Regions from separate parts of the Mus musculus genome. Here all the other regions are linked to region 2. The links are chromatin contacts, called in public Hi-C and promoter capture Hi-C maps. All regions are on one chromosome and are shown on one strand. Each heading gives the region's core, a stretch centred on a gene start, on an enhancer-like site or on the middle of the called end of the contact. The rest is flanking DNA. Distances are from core to core; before and after follow the strand shown. Region 1 holds the start of Nrd1 (nardilysin, N-arginine dibasic convertase, NRD convertase 1). Region 2 holds the start of Czib (CXXC motif containing zinc binding protein). Region 3 holds the start of Osbpl9 (oxysterol binding protein-like 9). Region 4 holds the start of Eps15 (epidermal growth factor receptor pathway substrate 15). Region 5 holds the start of Ttc4 (tetratricopeptide repeat domain 4).

Region 1 (2,700 bases), core at 187-2,686, 1.1 Mb before region 2:
ACTGGCTTTTGAGTCGGATGGGTAGTTTCATACAAGCTCCAATACTATTTAGCTGTCTAATTCTGAGTGTGTTTCAACGTCTTCAACCAGGAAAACTAAGCTGTAAGATAATAGAAACTATTTCAAATACAAGATATTTTATGAAACAAAGTAACTCTTAAGTTTATTCAGGTGGGGGATTGAGTCACCATTCATTCATTCATTACACATGATTGAAACATTGTATAAAATGGGATCTTACACGCCTACCATTCATACAACTGAGGCCCAAGATATCTCTAATACGTTTTGGAAGAAGTCATCTAGCTAAGCCATTCTAGTTGTGGCTAGCTACCCATGGTTACAAGCCACTCCATCTCAGGCTAGCTAAGAGAGGTAAACAGGAGTGATAATTACGAAAAGGGTGATGTAAAGTTCTTTTATTAAAACCACAGCATCCTTTTCGTAATTTTCACTCTGTTTTACCTCTCTTTACTCATACACCTTTGGATTGAGACTGAACAAAAATAACACACACACACACACACACACACACACACACACACACACATCTCAAATATCCTCTCCGCCAAAATTCAGAATCACTAACTGTCAAGCTTTCCTTACCAACCCTCCTCCCCTTTACCATCCATCCTGTCTTCCTCATGGAAACCTTAATTCTTGCTTTAATATAAGTCAAAAATAGCCGGGCAGTGGCGGCGGATACCTTTAATCCCAGCATTTGAGAGGCAGAGGCAAGCAGATCTCTGAGTTAAAGGCCAGCCTCGTCTACTCCAAATTGCCCTGGCCGCCTCACCCAAACACACATTTGGGATGGGAAGTAGTAACACCCTGTTGCTTCTCCGGGAGACATGGAGACCAGAAGTCACTACAGCACCAACCGAAGCCCGCACCCTGTTCTCCCCAGTCCGAGCCTCCTCCCTCACCGGTACTGCTTGGGATCGCTGGGAGACTTGATGATCTCAGGGTCCCCGACATTACTGAAAGACCGTCCCTCCTCCTCAGATTCATCCGCTCCTAGACGAGCAAGCCGGCCGCTCTCGCCCAAGTCCTGTCCATTGGGCTGCAGGTCCGGGCAACTGCAGGTGGACTTCGCCTTGTTTCTTCCAGGCATGGTCAGCGTAGGAAAGGGTTTCGATGATTCTTCGCACAGACCCCGTGCTTCGATTCGCCCCAGAGCCGTGAGCTCCCGCCCGGCCTCACACCGCAACTTCCTCCCGGTGACACAGACTGCAGCAACCGCGACTCTCCTCAGCATTCACCAGCAAGTCGTAGCGCTGGACATCCCGCTCCCCAGGCCCACCTCCTCCTCCTACACCTCCAGCCACTCCTCCTCCTCCGCGTCCCAGGGGCGACGGCGGCGGCCGGCGTTGTTGCTGCCCCAGCCGCTGGGGAGGACAGGCCTGAACCCCTCCTCCAACCCGGCCTCGCTCACACCGACTTTCTTCATCCCACCCTCCTGACAGCCGATGACGCTATGGACTCTAGCCAATCACAACGCACAACGGCCGTCACGTTTGCAGAAACAGCCAATGGGAGTAGGGGAAGCGAGAGACCAATAGAAATAGGCCGGGTTCCTGGCGCACCCAGAGAGCATTTCGAAACCTGACGTGGGCGGGGCGAAGGAAAAGAGGCGGAGGATGATGGGAGAAGTCTTGCTGCGATTGTGACGTGCGTCCGTAGCTGTTTTTAGGAAAACCGCGTAGCGCTCCGTGTCTGAGAAAATATTCCCCAGCGAGAAAACACAGAAGTGAGTCGCGATAGTGGATGCTGATCTTCTTCACCCACTTGCGGTGTATTTTTTGCACTCTATTCTTAGAGTGACTCAGCGGGTCTCTTTTTTAAAAGAGCAGAGCACCGGAAGTCTTTTCCCACCCTATCCCGAGATGGATGCAGTGCTTGTGGGTCACTAAGCACCGGAAATAACAATTGCATCTTTCCATCCTGTAGGCTGCCAAACCATTGGTGCTTTTCACGCTCCAGATCTGTTTCAATATGCTCACTCTTGTATGCGAATTGTTTATTTTTTTAAGCTTCCACACCCTGGAGTAGTCCTCAGCCTACCTTTAAGTTTGGCCAACTTTTACTGAAAAGCAAGAACATGTTAGGCTACTAACCTCAAGTAACTTTCCCAAGCTTTTTGTTTTTGTTTTTGCCAATGCTTTTGCAGCGACTGGAACAGACACAATATAAAATAAAAAGCAGTTGACCAGATAACAATAAAAAGCTGATAGACACCATTGAATGAGATCATACCACATGGAAGAGATAAACGAAATGAATATGAGTAAACAACAACAACAACAAAAAGACTTTAAGCCGATAGATACATTAGTGGTTGTCTTTCCTGCCTCTGAACCTTTGTGTGGCTGAAGATAAAGCCATACACAAAACAAATCGTTGCCGGTGTGGTAGTCCACACCTTGAATCTCAAGCACTCAGGGAGACAGAGGCAGGTGAATCTCTTTAAGTTCAGGGCCAGCCTGGTTTACAAAGCAGTTCCAAGCCAGCCATGTCTACCTACTAAGACCGTCTCAAAAACAACAAAAAATCCTTGGCTTGAAGTTTAGTTTCTTATGGGAAGAAACTGACCATAAATAATACATTAAAAAAAAAAAACAATAAATGCTAAGACTACAAAACAGGGTAGGAAGACAAAGTATTGAAGAGGATACATGAACTGGGGCAGAAGTATTTGAA
Region 2 (2,700 bases), core at 62-2,561:
CCATTTGGCTGGGGACTCCAGGTTGTCTCAAGCCCCCAGCAACTCTGCTGGTTGGTTCTGTGCTTAGGGGTCCTGAGTCTGGGGTTAACGGGTTGTCATTTTGTTTCTGTTTCTCTCTCCTTTGTTATTCTGTGTTTCTTCAAGTCAAAGTTCTTCAGATGGGCCCTGGAACTCCTGCTCCAAACATTTTGAAATAGGAGCTGTGGGTGCGATGGTGTTGCACTTGTCTAGTGCTGGGGCGGGGGTGGCGGAATAAGAGTGATCAGTTATGGCTTTGGTTGGGTATGTGAGGCACTGAGATAGACTAGGAGAATAAAGCACAGCCTGGGACGATGAAGGGTGTCACACTGTTTGGGCCTCTAGGGCAGGGTACCTACCCAGTTTACTAGCACTGTGTGAGGTCAAAGGGTGGCCAACTTTCCCAATAAGTAAAGCCAGCAAATAAAACAAGGTGGGTTTATTCACTATATTAAGTAAGCACAGGGTCCCTTCAAATGATATTTTGTTCCGTGTATGTTTATAAACTAAGAGCTGGAAGGATTTCACATCAGGAGAGTGCTAGCGTGAGGCCCCAAATTCAGATATACCCGCCAGAACAGAAGAGGGATAAAACCACAAAACTCCACCGTGTGAGGAGGCCGAACATCTGTAATCCTAGTAAGAAGATCAGGAGTTCAAAGTCATCCCTCGCTACATAAAGAGCGCAAGGCCAGCCTAGATTACATAAGACTAACGTTTAATCAATAAAAATAAAATCTAAAATTCCATCCTGAAGATCTCACTTAGATGCCTGGTTAAGCACCTCAGACCCGGTGGAACTTTTAGAAAAGCTCCCAGTTCAACACTGTGATCAAGGCTGGGCCCTGAGCCCTAAGATGCCCCACTGCCTCCGGATGCTCCTCCCTTCCCTAGAGGAACCCGCCTTCCGTCGCACCTTCAGGTACCACCGGAAGTCCTCGCCCACTGGCCGAAGGTTCGTGACGTTCTCCAGCGTGGCTTTGAGCTGCAGTGCGATTTTCTGAGAAGAGGGCGGGACACGCTGAGTGCAAGGCCTCGTCCGCTCAGCTGCGTGCCACGCCCCACCCCGCCCCTCCCGACTCAAGCCCCGCCACCCGAGCCTCACGCCTTCCATTCTCTCCTGCTCTGAGCTCGCCACTCTGAGCCCCTCGCCGCCTCGGACCCATCTCTCACTGGGCTACTACCAGACGGGATGCCCCAATGGCGACTAGCCTCTCCTTACCCCCATAGCTGCCGGTCCACGTTAAGTCGCTGCGACAGCTGCTTTCCGACCCGTCGTAAAAGGCCGGCGTCGCCGCGCAGCCTCAGTGCGGGTGGGCGGGGAGCGGGGCGTTAGTGAGTGGTACTGTAGGCTGGCGTTTTCTAGCTTGTCCCTCCTTAACCTGCCGGGCTCGGCTGTTTTCGGTAGGTTTGCTGGAACCGATGTAAACGCAAATGCCAGAGATGGTTCCTGATTCTCAATCTGTGCCTTCACTGAGCAGGCAAGATAGTCGGGCTGGAAACCTCTGCCAGACCTCTCTAGGCTCTCGGTTCTCTATCCGACTTCTCACTACCTGTGGTCCTGAGGCTCAGATTACGCTGCAGCCTCCCAGATGATGGGTAGTCGCCCTCTAAACTGCCCACTGGATGTACACGATTTGATGCTGCGACTTTTCCCACAGGGTTGCCCTGTGTCCATGTCCTCGTGGTAGCTATGCCTGAACAGAGCTGACTTTCCCCCACCTTAGTCATATATTTAACCGACACTGCAGGAGCTGGGAGCACCAACATTCGAAAACATGCCCCATTTTTATTTTTTAGAGACAGGGTTTCTCTGTGTAATTATAGCCCTGGCTCTCCTAGACTCGCTTTGTAGACCTGGCTGGCCTCGAACTCAAAAGAGATCCACCTGCCTCTGCCTCTCGAATGCTGGGATTAAAGGCGTGTGTCACCATGCTTGGCTCCCACTTTTATGGCCCAGTCTTTTTAAATTTTATTTTGGTTTTGGCAGGTAGTATGTATGTGCTCCACATGCATGCAGCTCCCACCAAGGCTAAAAGAGGGCACCATAAATAACCCTCTTGTACCCTCCCCCCCCTCAGCCTGAAACCTGGCTGAACAGGTTTCACTGATAGCACGAAGAGAGCATGGGGGGGGGGGTTGGAGCCTGCCACCTTATCGTTCTACCACTCCCACTGCTACTGCCTGCCGCCTAGCAGTTCCGGAGTTAATCAAGTTGTCACCTGAAACTGGACTCCAAGGATGATTTGGCGGGAATGGGTTCCTTCCCCTTCTTCATAAACCAGTGCCTGGGAATAGTAAAATTGAACCTTGAGCAGACTAGTTGTCTTGGTTCCATTCTCTCTCCCGCCGCCTAGCTCCCTCTTCTCTTCCAGATTCCAAGATGCCTCCCAGGCTAGAACCCAGACATGTGAGCCGGCCGCAACACTCTGTGACACACTGATAGAGCCACCCTATGGATGTTAGGAACAGAAATGAGGTCATCTACTACAGCAGCAAGTTCTCTTAACCGCTGAGCCATCCCCCTGCCTGTTGGACACCACCAGACTGGTCTTTAAGTGTCTCAGAAGTCTGGCATCCTGACATGTCACATATTAATGATATCCCTAACGGAGTATGAAAAGTCTTGAGGATGCTTGGGACCTTGTCTCAGAATGGAATGTCTCTAAGGATATGTATTTA
Region 3 (2,700 bases), core at 10-2,509, 1.3 Mb before region 2:
AGGGGTAGAATGTTCTCCTGGCATGCACAAAGCCCTAGATTTTTCTCTACAGTAAAACAACAAAACAAAACAAGAAGTATATGAGTTCTTTTTGCCTGCATGCATATCTGTGTACTACATACATGTCTGGGGCCAGGGAGGCCAAAAGAGGATCACTGGGTTCTTCTTCCCCTTCTTTTTCTAGATTTATTTATTTATTTTATGTATGTGAGTACACAGTTGGTCTTCAGACACACCAGAAGAGGGAATCAGATCTCATTACAAATGGTTGTGAGCCACCCTGTGGTTGCTGGGAATTGAACTCAGGACCTCTGCAAGAGCAGTCAGTGCTTACCCGATGATGAGCCATCTCTCCAGCTTTCCCAATCACTAGGTTCTTAAATATAGAATTCTTTGGCCAGGTGTGGTGGCTCTCACCTTTAACCCAAGCCCAGAAGCAGACAGATCTCTGTGAGTTAGAGGACAGCCTGGTCTACCTATATATAGCAAATACCAGAACAGCCAAGGCTGCAAAAGAGACTCTGTCTCCAAAAAAAAAAAAAAAAAAAAAAAAAAACAAAAAACCCAACAAAACTTATGTTACAATTTAAAAAAAAGTTTTATGTAGCACCCACTACTCTCAAACTCATTATGTAGTCAAGGATTATCTTGAACTTACAAAAAAAAAATTTAGTTTTAGTTATATGTACTTTAGTGAGTATGTCTGAGTGGGGTGGGAATATTTGCTCCTAAGTGCTGGTACCCTCAGTTCTGATGGCCTGGAGTTACAGGCAGTTGTGTGCTCCCCTACCCTCCAGATCCTCTTGAAGATGTTTTTCTCTTATTCTCTCTGTCTGTCTGTCTCTCCCTCCCTCCCTTACACCCACCTCTAAACCCCCCTCCCCTCCGTCTCTCTGTCCCCCCACTCCCCTTTTCTCCTTCTCTCCTTTTTTTCTTTTCTTTTTTTTGTCAGTCTTACTTAGCTGAGTCTGGCTTTGAACTACCGATCCTCTGGTCTCCCAAGTGCTGGGATTACAGGTATCCACCTTCACGCCTGTTTTGGATAAATAATCTAAATATTCACGCTCGCTTTCTCAGTTTTCTGCCTCCATAACAGCCCGCCCTATACACAATAGGCGAAGAGAGAAAGAAACAAAGCATGCTTGACTAGGATTGCCAGGGGCGTGGGTCCACCAGCTGCACAGAGGAGCCGCACCTGGCCCCGCCCACTCACGCCCTGGTCCCGCCTAGGCTCTCGGAGACCCCGCCCCCTGCATGCCGAATGCCATATAGGCGACTGACGTCAGGCCGTTTGTTGTCATTGGCGGCTCCCAAGATGGCGTCCATCGTGGAAGGGCCGCTGAGCAAATGGACTAACGTGATGAAGGGATGGCAGTATCGTTGGTTCGTGCTGGACTACAATGCAGGGCTGCTCTCCTACTACACGGTGAGTGGCTGAGGCCGCGCTGCTGGGACGGCGAGCTACGCGGAGCCGGGGCGGGGGTGCTCCGCTGAGAGACCGCCGTACGCGAGGTTCCCTTGTGGAGGAGGGCTTTGCGTGCGGGTAGCCAATGACCAGAAGGGAGATGCGGACCCAGCCAGTGAGCAGCGCCGGCCGGCTGATTTATGGGCCGGGGGCGAGCCGGGTGTCTCAGGGAGTGGTTCTGTGACTAGGTAGGGTCTGCGCTGAGACGAGGTACGGGTGGGCGTAGTCCCGGTGTGGCAGGTCAGCCTAGCTGTCCACACTGTGCGTCTCTCCTGTCCCCAGCCCGGGCACTGGCCGCACCCCTTAGCTTCCCTCCAGGGCTCGAAGAGCGCTGCCTTCTCGGAGCAGTGGTCAGAGGAACCTGGCCAGGTCCAAAGGTGACCCGCGTCCACACCGTGGGCTCTGAAATCCCATCAGTCTGTCCAGCAAGGCTGTCCTACTGTGGGGATGCACCCCTCTTTCCAGCGGGGCACGAGTGTAACGGACTCCGTAACTTTTGAGAGCAGAGGATTCCCTCTGCGCGAGTCTTCTGGTTGCGGAGATGTAGAAAGAGATGGTGCAGTTGCCCTGAAAGTTGTGTTCTGGAGAGGACCGACTTCGCTGTTGTTGACGCGAGTTAGTGGCCCAGGGTAGGTAGATGAAATGCTGTGGAGCCTATGTTCTGACCGCCTCTTCCACCTCCTTCGCATTAGAAATGGAAGGTGGGCGGTGTTGGAGAAATTACTAACGGGGCCACTTTCTTTGAGCTGTATTGTTAATAATAGCCCGTGAGAAGAAGAAAAGCACCCAGAAGGACAAAATATAGAATGTCTTGAAGGCTTTAGAAAATGATAGAAGAAAAACGAAGAAATACGATTATGGGAGAAGAGTTAGTGTGGATGAGGGAAGTAGGGACACATAGTTATTCATTCATTTAAAAATATCATTGAGTTCCTGTCCTGCGGGTCTTCATTCCAGCAAGAATCGACAGCTGTGTAGACGCTGCCTCTCTTCTCGAGCTTTTAGTGTAGTCTAGTGGGCACCTTAATTCATTTACTCTTAATAAATTTGCAAGGTAGGTATTCATTATTCCCATTTAATGCTCCCATTTTACAGTTTTGGAATCTGAGACTCCAGGCTTTTAAGTAATTAGCTCAAGATCACATACACAGCTGTAAGTGGTGGAGTCAGGCTTCCCATTAAATTTCTCTTTTGCTACAGGAAGTAGAAAAGTACATGCTGTTAGGCAGGTCTGC
Region 4 (2,700 bases), core at 117-2,616, 1.4 Mb before region 2:
GAGACCCTGTCTCAAAATAAATAAGTAAATAAAATTTCCACCCTGGCTCCTGGGGAAAATACTTTTTTATCTCCAAGTTCTTGGAAAGAAACACCTCAAAACCTCTTTATCATAACATAGAAATAATCTATTACCCAAACACATGCCCTACCTTATAAGTACAGGCAAATCTAGGCCAAGGAGACAAGATGGCAGGGAGCTATCACAGGGCAGGCTGATAGGCTGAGGTGGGCTTATACCAGGGAGTACACAGCCCCCAGCTATGGAGAAGGCAAACTTCTGGGCAGTGAAGATGAAAGGGACTGGCAGGTGTTTGGTACCTCATCCCTCCTGGGTGTCTTGAGATGACTACGCTTGGTTTTACAGAAACGGAGAACTCAGGTTCTCCTAAGTGAGTGATGTTTAGATGTATCCCTCGAGGATGGGGCTCTGAAGGAAGAGAACATTTTAATAATGATGATGATGATAAAGAGGCGAGACTCCGAGAACAGACTCCGAGAACAGCTTTTGGTCGAGATCGTCCCAGGACAAAGTTATCTCCCCGGTGGTTCCGGGCACCAGGGAGGAAAGAGGCGCCCCACCTGCAGAAGGCTGGCACCATGACCCCTCGGACGACGATCAGAGACGGCGCCCTCGCGGGTGGGAAAGTCTGCAAGGGGATCTGAGCAGAAGTGAGTGGGTCAAGTGCCCGGACAGGATGCGACTTCTGGAAGCCAGGCTGACTTGAGGGAACTGAGGGGAACTCGGCAGTCGTCGCTCCCGCGGACCGGAGCAGAGCGAAGCTGAGGGAACCCTGCCCCGCCGAAGTCGAGCCTCGCATCGCCCGCGGCCGCTGTCTAGCGTGAGCCCCACCGGAGCTCACCTGGCGGCCGTCAGGCCCGGAGGAGAAACTTGCCGAGAAGGTGAGCGCCGACGGGACCTGGAGGAGAGCGGCGCGGAGACCCGCGGCGGGGGCGGCGGCCGGGTGGGAGCCGCGCGGGGCGGAGCCGAGAGCCCGGCGACCCGGGGCGGGGGTGCGGCGGCCCCGGCTCGCCGCTCCCGCTCCGACTCGGGATGGCGCCCGCACTCCTCACACGCGCTCCCACCGTGCGGCCCGAGGGCAGCCGCCGCGCCAGCGCCCCAGAGCGGTGGAGGGGGGGAGGGAGGGCCGGGGAACCCCGGCGGGTCGAGCCGGGCCGACCGGCGGGCGGCGTTACCTGTGTCAGGGAGAGCTGGGCTGCCGCAGCCATGGTGTTTCCATCATGCACGGGAGGGGAAGGAAGGACGGACGGACGGGGGCCCGGGGCGGGAAGGAGGCGGAGGGACAGGCCGTAGGCGAGGCCGGCGGCCGGGCGTCTCCCCGAACTTCGACAACTTCCCTCCTCACGCCGCCCCGCCCCGCCCCGCCCCGCCGGCCTCACAGGCCGTGGCGGCGCGCAAAGCCCGGAGCGGGAGTCTGAGCCGCGGAACCAGGCCCTGACCCCGGCCTCCCTGGAAAACCCGGTGCGGATAGGGCTCTGGGGTGGACGGTCAGCGGAGGCGGCGCCACAGAGACCTGAGTTTAGGCAGGTCACCCACCATCCTTCTTCCTGGGCTGCTGTTTTCTGTAAAGTGCGGGGAGAAATTAGAACCATGTCCAGGTGGGTTGTGGGAACTAAAAAAGTAATGGTACTAAGTAATGACAGGAGCGGTTTAGTAGTAATAACATTAAATAATTCTGATTGTGTGTGATTCTGCACTAAATGCTTTTGTTTGTTTGCTGTTTGTTTAAAACAAGGTCTCTCTCTGTGTAGCCATGGCTATCCCGAAGCTCACTGTATAGATCAGGCTGGCCTCAAACTCACAGAGATCCACTTCCCTCTGCCTCCAGAGTGCTGGGATTAAGGAGATGTACCACTACTCCAGGCCTAAATACTTTTTTAAAAAATTGTGTGAATAGGGGATTTGAAACAGAAAGAAGTTATACAAATGAGGATGGTGAAAGCCAGCCAGGCATGGTGGCACATACCTTTAATCTCTGAGAGTTCCATGCCAGCCTGCTCTACATAGTGAGTTCAAGGACACATAGTAAGGCCCTGACTGAAATAAAAAGAAAAGGGCCTCCCCGAAAAGAAAAAACAAAACAAAACAAAACAACTCTCTTACCCGAAGTTTAAAAACTAACTAGAAAGCTGGATTACAAATCTTTCTACCTGCTATCACATTAAGAAGGCATGTAAATCCTTCTAAAGTAAAAATCTTGGGAGCAAGAAGGAACTGCTTGCCTTGCCTGCTCCCTGTCCTGCCTAGACTGTTTAATTTAAAAAAAAAAAAAAAAAAAAAAAAAAAAAGCAGGTGTAGGGCCACAGTGGAGTTCAGAGGTACAGTGAGTGCATAAAGTCCCATCTCAAATTCTTTTTTTTTTTTTTGTCTGGTTGGTTGGTTGGTTTTGGTTTTGGTTTTTTGAGACAGGGTTTCTCTGTATAGCTCTGGCTGTCCTGGAACTCACTCTGTAGACCAGGCTGGCCTTGAACTCAGAAATCTGCCTGCCTCAGCCTCCCAAGTGCTGAGATTAAAGGAATGTGCCACCAGTGCCCGGTTCCTCTCAAATTCCTTTTTGTCATAAATGCCACCTCTTGACAGAGTATTGTCTCTCCAAACTAGTGTTCATACTCTTTTGTTGACTTTACTAGAAGAGGGCAACAACCTCCTAATGACCTGTTTACATAAGTCTAACCACCC
Region 5 (2,700 bases), core at 15-2,514, 1.2 Mb after region 2:
GAACCCTGGTCGCCGAGTCTCACCCTTGACTCGTCATCCGGTTTGCCTAACACTAATGCAAAAATATCCAGAGACATATTTGGTGTTGCCACCTGACAGTGTCAATGTTACTAACAGCTGTTGGGTAAAGAGCGGGTGTCAGGCACACTGTTAAATGCCTTACAGGACATTACAGGCAGGACAGCCCCCACATCCAAATGGTTCCCGGGTTGAAATTTTTCAGAGATGAGCTCAGCGGGAAGCATGGGGACTGTGGTATCCAGAGGTTGTGTGTGTCCGCTGGAATGACTTGCCAGACAAGAGACTTCTCAAGGAGGTTTGGAAAGATGACCACATCTGGTCATCTGTGGGTGCAAAGGTACCCTCAGGTACATGGGACCCTCTTCAAAGTCCCAGTGAGAGGGAACCTGGAAAAAGAGGAGAGATGCAAGGGCCAGGTCCTAAGGCCATGGAGACTGCTGAGGAGGTAGGGGCAGTGGGGAGGCATGGTGGGGGTGCTGAGAAGAGAGATATATGAGCAGATGTCAACTTCAGAAAACTCTTCGTGGGATGTAGGGACCCCGGGGCAAGGCTGGTGGGGCGAAAGATCAATGCAGCTGTACTGAACAAGAACCTGTTACTAGTCAGTAGTGGTGAATGTGTCAATAATCACAGCCCAAGGATTCTACCTGTGGGCATACATCTCGGGGTAATTTTCCCATGGGCCTATGGGGGTATCTGTGAAGACCTCTGTTGTTGTAGTATCCATGAGGTGAGCAGGCAGGCTGGGCACCCATCCTTGTAGGGTAAGCCACATGGAGTTTCACATGTAGTTATAGGTTGTAGGGGTGTATGGGGACCTCAAACCTTGTGCTGCGTGAAGAAAAAAAAAGTATTTGTATGCTCAAAAGTTTTGTTTTGTTTGAAATAGGGTCTTGCTATATAGTCTAGACTGGTCTTGAACTTATGGTTCTCCTATTAAACCTAAGTGCTAGGATTACAGACAAATATCATGTGGCCTGGCTACGAAGTCATCTTTTGAGAACATTTATAGAAAAGACATAAAAGCATCAGGGTTGGAGAGTGGAGATGAAGAGTTTAGATACAAAAGGGAGTTAACCTAACCACGCCCCAAAGCGAGGAGACTAGAGGCCAGGCAAACTCTGCAATGGATGGGTGGGGCTGGGCGAGAGGGAAAGCGCGGAGTCAGGCCACACCTCCAGGCAGGCCACGCCCCCAGGCCGGCGGAACCCGAGAGGCATAGCCTCGCGCAGCCCGGACTGCAAAAGGAAGGGCATCCCTGCCGCCGGAAGGAGCGGCGCGTTTCTTGGTCCCGGGACTGAAGCGCCGAAGTTGCGAGCTGCCATGGAGAGTTCTGAGCCTGAGCCTACAGAGGACGCTTCCATGGACGCGTTCCTGGAAAAGTTTCAGAGCCAGCCTTACCGCGGCGGCTTCCGCGAGGATCAGTGGGAGGAGGTGGGCGGCGCCGGGGGCTTCTGGGGTAGGAGCTTGGTCCTCGAGGCTTGGTCACTGGTAGAAACCGTCCGCCTCGAGGTTTTGCGTATAAGTTGACTGCGTTTAAGACCACGGGGGTTTTGCAGGCAGTCCTGTCACACACCACCACCAGGCTCTACTACCAGGGGTCCCTTAGTTGTTTTACTGCAGCACCCAGGTTAGGGTAAACTTGAAAGGAGATGGTGAAGGTGGTCAGGAACGCGACAGCGCCTAGTTGAAGGTGATTGCTACCACCCATGGAGAGCGTTGGAAATCAGGATCCCACATTTAACACCTGAGAAACTGGATGTCTAGCTCCAGCCAATCCTTAGGATTTGCATATCATGCTCAGCGAGGAAAAAACTTTATGATGTCGTGTCCTGGGATTGGATCTAATCAGTAGACAACGCTAATTGTTCTTTTAAATTCTAGGAATTTGACAAGATTCCCCTATTTATGAAAAAAGCGCCATCAGAAATTGACCCCGAGGAGTTTCCTGACTTGGCCTGCCTCCAGTCGATGATTTTTGATGATGATCGATATCCAGAAGGTATCTTACTGTCACCCAGCACTTCTTTTGTGTCCTTGTTGAGTTGAGCGAAAGTATTATGGCTAACATGTCAGTGTTGACTCCACACATTCTCCTTTGGATGCCTTCTAAGTAAATGTGTACAGTTCCAAGCCCCAGAGGCCTGACTTGGATGAAAAGCCTGATTGCCCTAACAAATCAGGAAGGGTGTGTGATGAGTGCCACGAGGTCCACCACTACTGTAGTACCAGAGAGAGGAGGGGGATTGCTTTTCAGTGAATGACACAATGTAAGAAAAGGAGCAGTGTAATTTTCTCAATAGAAATTAAAGTCCTTCAAAAACTGAGATAAATGTGTGTGTGTGTATGTGTATCTGGAAATTGAACCCAGAATCTCACATATGCTGGGTAAGTGAGCTATATCCCCCCTTCGTAAAACTGTTTGTGTGTGTGTATACGTGTGTACATACTTACAGAGATCAGTGGCTAGCCTTGTGAGGTGGATTCTTTCTTACCATTTCACATGTTCCTCAGGTCAAGCTCAGGTTGTCAAGCTTAGGGGCCAGTGCCTTTACCTGTTTAGCCATTTCTCTAGACCATCTTTAATTCCCCTTTTTAAAACAGCACTTATAGCTGGATGGTGGCCATGCATGCCTTTGACCCCAGGCAGGCAGGCAGGCAGGCAGGCAGGCAGGCAAG

Evidence for each region. Promoter capture Hi-C pulls out the DNA fragments that hold promoters and counts their contacts. Hi-C and Micro-C count contacts between places; a contact is called where the count stands out from the background. Capture Hi-C pulls out chosen DNA fragments and counts their contacts.
Region 1: a Hi-C map of CD8 T cells shows a contact between it and region 2, with 3 times the contacts expected there. The contact joins the promoter of Nrd1 here to the promoter of Czib in region 2. A contact is called at or near these places in 1 of 39 promoter capture datasets (pre-B cells) and 2 of 484 Hi-C or Micro-C datasets (CD4 T cells and CD8 T cells).
Region 3: a promoter capture Hi-C map of adipose tissue shows a contact between it and region 2, with 2.8 times the contacts expected there. The contact joins the promoter of Osbpl9 here to the promoter of Czib in region 2. A contact is called at or near these places in 1 of 39 promoter capture datasets (pre-B cells) and 2 of 9 other capture datasets (adipose tissue and liver).
Region 4: a contact with region 2 is called in a promoter capture Hi-C map of liver, with 3 times the contacts expected there. The contact joins the promoter of Eps15 here to the promoter of Czib in region 2. A contact is called at or near these places in 1 of 39 promoter capture datasets (cranial neural crest), 2 of 484 Hi-C or Micro-C datasets (B cells and regulatory T cells) and 2 of 9 other capture datasets (adipose tissue and liver).
Region 5: a promoter capture Hi-C map of liver shows a contact between it and region 2, with 2.5 times the contacts expected there. The contact joins the promoter of Ttc4 here to the promoter of Czib in region 2. A contact is called at or near these places in 2 of 39 promoter capture datasets (erythroid cells and liver) and 1 of 484 Hi-C or Micro-C datasets (B cells).

What each region holds. Positions count from the first base shown.
Region 1 is chr4:108,999,391-109,002,090 of GRCm38.p6, reverse strand. Nrd1 (nardilysin, N-arginine dibasic convertase, NRD convertase 1) reads right to left here and starts at 1,436. Exons shown (of 31, transcript NM_146150.3): 1 at 927-1,436. The coding sequence starts at 1,258.
Region 2 is chr4:107,888,437-107,891,136 of GRCm38.p6, reverse strand. It overlaps Czib (CXXC motif containing zinc binding protein), which reads right to left and starts at 1,311. Exons shown (of 8, transcript NM_001347160.1): 1 at 1,241-1,311; 2 at 935-1,018. The coding sequence starts at 1,246.
Region 3 is chr4:109,200,831-109,203,530 of GRCm38.p6, reverse strand. Osbpl9 (oxysterol binding protein-like 9) reads left to right here and starts at 1,259. Exons shown (of 24, transcript NM_001368727.1): 1 at 1,259-1,426. The coding sequence starts at 1,316. It overlaps Gm46867 (a long non-coding RNA gene), which reads right to left and starts at 1,338. Exons shown (of 3, transcript XR_001784406.1): 1 at 1,282-1,338.
Region 4 is chr4:109,278,941-109,281,640 of GRCm38.p6, reverse strand. It overlaps Eps15 (epidermal growth factor receptor pathway substrate 15), which reads right to left and starts at 1,366. Exons shown (of 25, transcript NM_007943.3): 1 at 1,197-1,366. The coding sequence starts at 1,229. Gm40225 (a long non-coding RNA gene) reads left to right here and starts at 1,318. Exons shown (of 3, transcript XR_868003.2): 1 at 1,318-1,619.
Region 5 is chr4:106,677,508-106,680,207 of GRCm38.p6, reverse strand. It overlaps Ttc4 (tetratricopeptide repeat domain 4), which reads left to right and starts at 1,264. Exons shown (of 10, transcript NM_028209.2): 1 at 1,264-1,455; 2 at 1,906-2,023. The coding sequence starts at 1,345.